2 separate regions of the Sus scrofa genome follow, and region 2 is linked to region 1. The links are chromatin contacts, called in public Hi-C maps. All regions are on one chromosome and are shown on one strand. Each heading gives the region's core, a stretch centred on a gene start, on an enhancer-like site or on the middle of the called end of the contact. The rest is flanking DNA. Distances are from core to core; before and after follow the strand shown. Region 1 has its middle 54 kb from the start of ZNF148. Region 2 overlaps HEG1 (protein HEG homolog 1).

What was found. Hi-C and Micro-C count contacts between places; a contact is called where the count stands out from the background.
Region 2: a Hi-C map of liver shows a contact between it and region 1, with 2.1 times the contacts expected there. The contact joins two enhancer-like sites. A contact is called at or near these places in 1 of 5 promoter capture datasets (liver), 23 of 47 Hi-C or Micro-C datasets (adipocytes, alveolar macrophages, brain and 14 more) and 2 of 2 datasets of contacts at active chromatin or transcription factors (alveolar macrophages and skeletal muscle).

The regions. Positions count from the first base shown.
Region 1 is chr13:134,914,099-134,917,611 of Sscrofa11.1, forward strand. No RefSeq gene overlaps it. Among named protein-coding and RNA genes, the nearest start is that of ZNF148, 54 kb to the right of the region's middle. Within about 2 kb of position 1,638, at least 5 of the 83 cell types and tissues checked have an H3K27ac peak or open chromatin away from gene starts, as enhancers often do. A contact at or near this core is called in liver, where this site is marked.
Region 2 is chr13:135,326,290-135,329,802 of Sscrofa11.1, forward strand. HEG1 (protein HEG homolog 1) reads left to right here. Exons shown (of 17, transcript XM_021070219.1): 12 at 3,462-3,513. Among named protein-coding and RNA genes, the nearest start is that of HEG1, 59 kb to the left of the region's middle. Within about 2 kb of position 1,797, at least 12 of the 83 cell types and tissues checked have an H3K27ac peak or open chromatin away from gene starts, as enhancers often do. A contact at or near this core is called in liver, where this site is marked.

The DNA of each region.
Region 1 (3,513 bases), core at 388-2,887:
TGTTAATTTCTCCTTATAGTTTTGTCGGTTTATGCCTTATACAATTTGAAGCTATCCCATTAGGTGCATGAAGGCTTTTAATTTTTTTCCTTTTCAAACCCTAACCCTAACCCCGACCCTAACCCTAACCCTAACCCTTTTTCCTTTACAAAAAAATTTTTTATTATAGTTGTTTTATAATGTTATGTCAACTTCTGTACAGCAAAGTGACCCAGGCATATATATATATATATATGTATGTATTCTTTTTCTCCCTTTATCCTCCATCATGCTCTATCATAAGTGACTAGATATAGTTCCCTGTGCTCCACAGCAGGATCTCATTGCTTATCCACTCCAAATGCAATAGTTTCCGTCTACGAATCCCAAGCCCCTCCCCCCCATCCATCCCACTCCCTGAAGGCTTTTCATTTTTATCTTCATCAAAACTTTTTATTAGTATTTTATGACCCTATATTTCTAATTATACCTTGGTTCTCCTCCACCCCAACCTATTTCATAAGTTATATGAGATTTTTAATATGTCTATCTCGTATGTGAGTTTTTTGTCCCCTTAGATATTTAAGGACTGCCCATGGCTAAACCACAGTTTAATTAGTCCTGTATTATTGGACATTTATTGTTTCCAATTTTCCACTTTTATAAATCACACTATAGTGACCATCTTTGTGTACAACTAACTGATTATTTCCTCTAGGTAGAGTTCTAGTAGTGGAATCACAAGACCAGGGTGTATGAACATTTTAAAGGCTTGTCATATCTGTTGCTCCTTCCTGGCTGTTGATCAAGTGAGAATTTTCAGTGTGGCATCACCCAGTTGGCTCTGGTCAAGCTATGCGTTCTTAAAATCCCTCGGGGTTTTTGGCTTGGTCTTTCTTTGTCAACCAGGCACTTCCCGCCCCTGCCCCGTATTTGTGCACTTGGATGATATGTGTAGTTTAAAACTTACATTATTCCTGTTAAATTCCACCAACCTGACAATATCTCTTGGCCTCTGATTTTGGCAGTGACAGCCACCAATGTGGGGGCCATGTCTTCTGTAGTTTCATCGAGGATGCATGAAAATCAGGATGGAAATCGGGAAAACAGAACCCCACGGGGATATCGAGTTCTTTCCCAGTAAGACTAATAGTTTATTAAACATTTACTATGCACCGGGGAGCATGTTAATTCACTGGATGGTCACAACCTCCCCCCCCCCCCCCGCCCCATGTTTGCATCACAGTCTCCACTTTAAGATGTGGACACTGCAATTCAGAGAGGGGAGCTCTATCTAACTGGTCACCCTGCTCCAAGTGAGCAGAGCCAGGATTCTAACTCTGGTCTTGCTTCTGGCAGGCCCCCCAAATAGCCAAATGGCCCAGCCCCCCAAATGGCCAGCTCCCCAAATGGCCAGTCCTGCTCTGGAGGCATCCACCACCAGGTGGCAGTGGAGCCAATGGGCCCAGGAAGGACCTCTGACTGGAGATGGGAAATCAGCCTCAAATGACATTTTCTTCCCATAAAGTAGCTTCTTATTGACATGCCTAAAACTAGACTATTCAATAAAATAAACATTAACTCAACAGGCACATTCCTCGGGGTAAAAAGACAATAAAGCAAACAGACCTTTGAACGTGGACCTTTCTAGCCTAGATTTCATCAGTCTAGTTCTCAGGGGGAAAACTCCGTTCCTGACTCACCAGCCCTTGGTTCTCCCTGACGCTCCACCCACCCCTTGCTGCCTCTAGCCCCTGCACCCCGACCCCTAACAGCATCGAGGCTGTGGGACCATCCTCACCAGGAGAGCCCATCAGGATCTGGGGCAAGGGGTTTAGGGAGGGCTCAGCAGAAGCACCACCCCCACCCACCCATCTTGTGAGGAAGGACGCACCTCTTTCTGATCTACGAGTCCACAAACCCCTCTCATTCCTTCAATCTCCCAGTCATGGTTTGAGGTTTTTCTGCCCCCCTTTAAAAAAAAAAAGGTAAGGGGAGTTCCTGTTGTGGCTCAGTGGTTAACGAATCCGACTAGGAACCATGAGGTTGCAGGTTTGATCCCTGGCCTTGCTCAGTGGGTTAAGGATCCAGCGTTGCCATAAGCTGTGGTGTAGGTTGCAGATCTGGCTCGGATCCCGCGTTGCTGTGGCTCTGGTGTAGGCCGGTGGCTACAGCTCCGATGTGATCCCTAGCCTGGGACCCTCCCATATGCCGCGGGAGCGGCCCTAGAAAAGGCAAAAAGAAAAAAAAAAAAAAAGTGAGGGGGTTATTCTTTCTTTTTAGAATTCCTGAACAAGCACGAGGCACTGCTTGCTGCTGCTTTTCCTCTCTTGCCCAGCAGTGTCTCTTTCAAAGCAGCTAGTATTGTCTAACTGCGTTTATCCTTTAACAGAAATAGAACAGAAAAAGGATTTTTTTTTTTTTTAACATTCTGCCACATGTGGGTTTGGTCTAAATGGTCCAGGGTCAAACTCCAAGCCACCCCCAGCAGTGTCCTAGCTGCAATCTGACTGCTTCCCAGAACCCCCCTCAAGTGTGGGGGAAAGGTGTCTGCATGGCCAGAGACAGGTTCCTGGGAGTTAGGAACCTCTGGGTGGGGCTGGAGAAGCAGCCAGGAGTGGAGTGCTAAGCTCCATCCGCTATAGTTCTGCGGTTTGGGTTGAGTTACTTGAATGTGATGAATCTTGCTTTCCTCCATGCAAAGAGGACATAAATATAGCACCTACTGTGCAGAAATGTACAGATGCAATAATGCATGTCAAATGCTTGCCACTAAGTGCTCCGTACAGTTGGCTCTTGCTCTCTTAAGGGATGAGAATGGCTCATGGGATCTTGGAACATTACTGCTGATGTGCCCACAGTGACCTGGCTACTCTGTGGTCTGAGTATTCCTTTCCCCCCAAATTCATATGTTGAAGTCCTACTGCCCAATGCGATGGTATTAGGAGGTGAGATCTTTGGTCCTGAAATTAGAGCCCTCAAGAATGGAATTAGGGCTCTTTTAAAAGAGGCCCCACAGAGGGCTCGCACCCCTTCCCCACATGAGGGCCCAGCAGGATGGCAGCTGTCAGCAACCCGAAAGAACTCTCACCACAGCCTGACCCTGCTGACACCCGACTGTGGGCTTCCAGCCTCCAGAAGTGTGAGAAATTTCTGTTGCTTATCAGCCACCCAGTGTGTGGGATTATGTTATAGCAGCCCAGGCAGACTCTGGCACCATAGTTCTCTCAAATGACCAGATGTCTTGCTTTACCAGCCTGGATGAAAATAAGAAACCATATTTTTAAGGTCCAACTAAATGATTCCAAGCTCCCCACATCCAACTTACTAAGAATGTCTCCCGTTATTTGTCAGTTGTACCTCAATAAAGCTTAAAGCGTCCCCACAATAATGAATCTAGAGAACCTGAGTGGTTCCCAGTTGTGGTCATTTCACCTCTGAGAAGGTACAAGAGGCTGAAAGGGCCATTCTCCCATGCCACAGCTGTTCTCAGGGCTCTGCAGGTTGCTCAGCCAGAGGCCAGCCCGGGCTCCT
Region 2 (3,513 bases), core at 547-3,046, 410 kb after region 1:
ATCTCCTAAGTGGTCAGAGTTGGCTCATTTTACAGGACTGAGAGGGATGCAGGCGCTGCGTGAACCTCTGCATCTGGTGCCCAGATGCTGGACCCGAGTTGTAGGTAGCAGGTTTGGTATTCTGTCTGCTGGCAGATCCAGGACGTTCCCAGTTGCCAGGGCTTTGTAAAAGCTGGTCCCGAGAGCTCTCTTGGAGGCGGGGGGCTGTGCATTGCAGAGCTGGGAGTGGGGGTGGGGGTGAGGCAGTCAACCTTTCTCTCTGGGATAAGCGCTAGTTTGCCCATATAAGGGCTAGTTATTCATTAGAGGGGGGAAAAAAAGAGTTAAATTTTCTAGAGTTGAAGTTGCGGTCATTCAGCTTCATTGAGGAATTAGCTAAAAATTCCTGCCCCATCATACAGTGTCTAACCTTTGAGGCAGGAACCCTTTGATTTTACTTTCTCTCTCTTGCCAGTGATTCAAGGGTCCCAGTTTTTCCTCCCCAGAAGGTAGGAAGGGGACCTTTCAATTCACTGACCACAGATGGAGTGCATCCCATATGGTCAGCGTTGTAGATCAGGTTACTTTTTTCCCTTGTAAATGCATTTTGGTTCTTGCAAATGAAGTGCCAGCTGTTTGGATTTGTAAGACCCTGCCTTGCCGAGGTCCCATTCTTTTTTTTTTTTTTTTTTTAAAGATTTTTTGTTTGTTTGTTTGTTTTAGGGCGGTGTGAGGGTCATACCAAAATTAAGAGGAAGGCACAGAAATTTCCCATATGCCTCCCGCTCCCACATGTGCTGGTCTCCGTTCTCTGCCTCTCCTTTGGGAGCCCCTGAGAATGAAGATGACCAAGCGTCTTAGCTCAAAACAGCCTCACTTCTCCGTTTTCCCTCCCAGGGCTTCTCCCAGTTTTGCCAACACACCCTGCTTGGTCTCTCGCTCACCCCTCTGAGCGGTGGAGGGTGGGTTGGAGAGCAGGAGCTGCTGGGTCTGACTTCTGGATGTCCCGACCTGTGAGAAGCACTGGGCTACCCTGGATGCTGCCACGGAAAGGGGAGGTTTTTTTTCCCTTCAATTCACAAAGTATTTACTTCCTCGCCTTTCAAAGAAGGGCAGCCCTCATCTCTCCAGAGGCTTCATGAGTCCTTGGAAATCCCCCAGGGAGTGTCCCAGCCTTAGATGTACATGAATTCTCATTGTCTGTGTGGCGGATGTTGTGCCCTGGGAAGGACCATGGGAATCGTGGATGCAGAATAGTCGCATCGCCAGGCTTCAACAGAGACAGTGCTCTGTGTGGTTCCCGGGATGGACTGATGACAGGGTCTTTAAGACCTGTTAGCATAGCTGCCCCTCCATCGCAGAGGCAGAGCCAGCTTTCCCTGGCTTCTCCTGAATCTGTTTCTGTGTGGGGAAGGGCCACTTCAGCAGGGTGAGCAAAATCTGCCAGCAGGCGGGACTCGTGGCCAGGGTAGAGGGCAGTTGTGACATTGGCTTCCAGAAAATATCTAATCAGGCCAGGCAACTCAGGCTGGCTGATGGACAAACTAGGGCCGGCCTGGGCCGCCTTTTGTGCTGGAGGCATTTCTTTATATTGAGGCTTCAGAAAGTTGAGATGACAGATTGTGGCCATTCATACGTCTCTGTGCCAGCTTCACAGTGTTTGTTGGGTGAGATTTTCCATTTTTCATTTTTCTCCCTTAAATACAAACCTTTCACAATAAACAAAGGAAATTCTATCACACACACAAATAGGGTTCAGATTTAGCATGCCAGCATCCACTGATAAAGACAGGAAATTCAGCCCTGAGAGCTGAAGTTGTGTCCTAAACTAACCTCCCTGTGACCAAGCCACCACGGGCCCCAGGCTTTCAAGACACAGAAAAGGAGGCGGATGCTGGGGCCCCTGGTGGGGGGGGGTGTCTGCTCCTGTCACCAGAACCTGCCTGGGGCAGGGGTGGCGGGTATAGTTTTGCTATGTTCAGAACTGGTACCTGGTTTCTGAATCGGTTGGTGTTTTTCTAAGGGGGGAAAAGGGAGCCCACACTTCACTGGCCAGGGTACACGTGGTCCTCCTGCAGCTCTGTCCCCATCCTTGAACTTCATCCAAAAACAACAACATAGATCAGTCTTGCCCTGCCCTCTGCATAGTGTAAAGAAGTTACTGTCTGCTCTCCAGTTGGTCTCATATATTTGTTCTATTGTCTGTGTACTCCAATTACTTGTGGTTTTTCTGTCAGACCTATTCTAGGTGGTAAAAGGCACCCTCATTGTGTCCACTGTATACAAACTCTGAGAAGGTCCTCTGTATATAAACTCAGGGCCTGCTGTACACAACCTCAGAGAGGGCCTGCTGTGGATAACCTCAGAAAGAGTTTGCTGTGCGCAACCTCAGAGAGGGCCACACACATGACAATGAGTACTTTTTGATAAGAATGAAAGAGTCCTTTGTCATCTGTGAAATGAGCATGGCCCACAAGCCCACAGCTGGAAAAAGCCAGGTGGCTGTTAAGTACTGAGGCCTGGAACGATTGGATGTTTGGGATTAGCAAATGCGAACTAGTGTATAGAACGAGTCAACAGCAGTGTCCTCCTGTATAACACAGGGAACTGTATTCAGGATCCTGCAGCTCTTGGAGGCAGGGCCGTACCTTTTAGTGCTGATAAACCGTAATGGAAAAGAATAGGAAGAAGAATGTATCGATGTATAACTGGGCCCCTTTGCTGTATAGCAGAAATCCACACAACATTGTAAGTCAACTATATTTCAAAACATGTTAATTAATTAAAAAAAAAACAACTAAGGCTCTAAAGTGAAGGAGACAGAGCCCAAAAGATTGAGCACCCCCTCTGCTGCCTGTCTGGGTGGGGGCCAGGTGACTGGCGTCCAAAGGCAGCTTTATTGCTCAGGTATCAAGCCCGTGTGTGGACCGGTGTCCGCAAGGTGCTGACGACCTAGAGGCGAGCAAGCCCCCGGGCTGTAAGGTCGGGAGGCTGCAAACTCTGCCGCCCAGGTTACCTTGCACACCTCCCCTTCAAGCATGTCTGTGCGGTGGCAGGCGCTGTTTCCCCTTAGGCCAGACAGATGTGGGGAGAGCCACCCCCCAGCAGGTCTTCCTAACAGAGCGTGGTCCAGCTTTCTGGGTGTGTGCTGATTCTCCCCTGCAGCCCTTGAGCATGGAGGGCACCACCCATCAAGGGCCAGGTTTGCAGAGGATGCTGGAACTGAGGACAGCACCCCATTTCTTCTGGGTTTGCTTTCTGTCCCATGGCAGGCTGCAGAAACTTTTGGTAACAGGCCTGAGCCTGACCTGGGGAAGGGGGGGAGGAGTGGCCTCAGGCAGTGCAGCAGCAGCCTCGAGAGGAGCACACCGGCTCTTGTGGAAACGGTTCTCCCAGCCTCTTGAAATAGAAAGTTCATGCATCTTAATGTTTGACGTGGAGCAAGCTTTGTTTTGTTTCACTGTCTTGTTTTTCCATTCCAGCGGGCAGCTTGTGCAAGCGGAAGACTCCAGAATGTGACAAAGAGACCTCCAT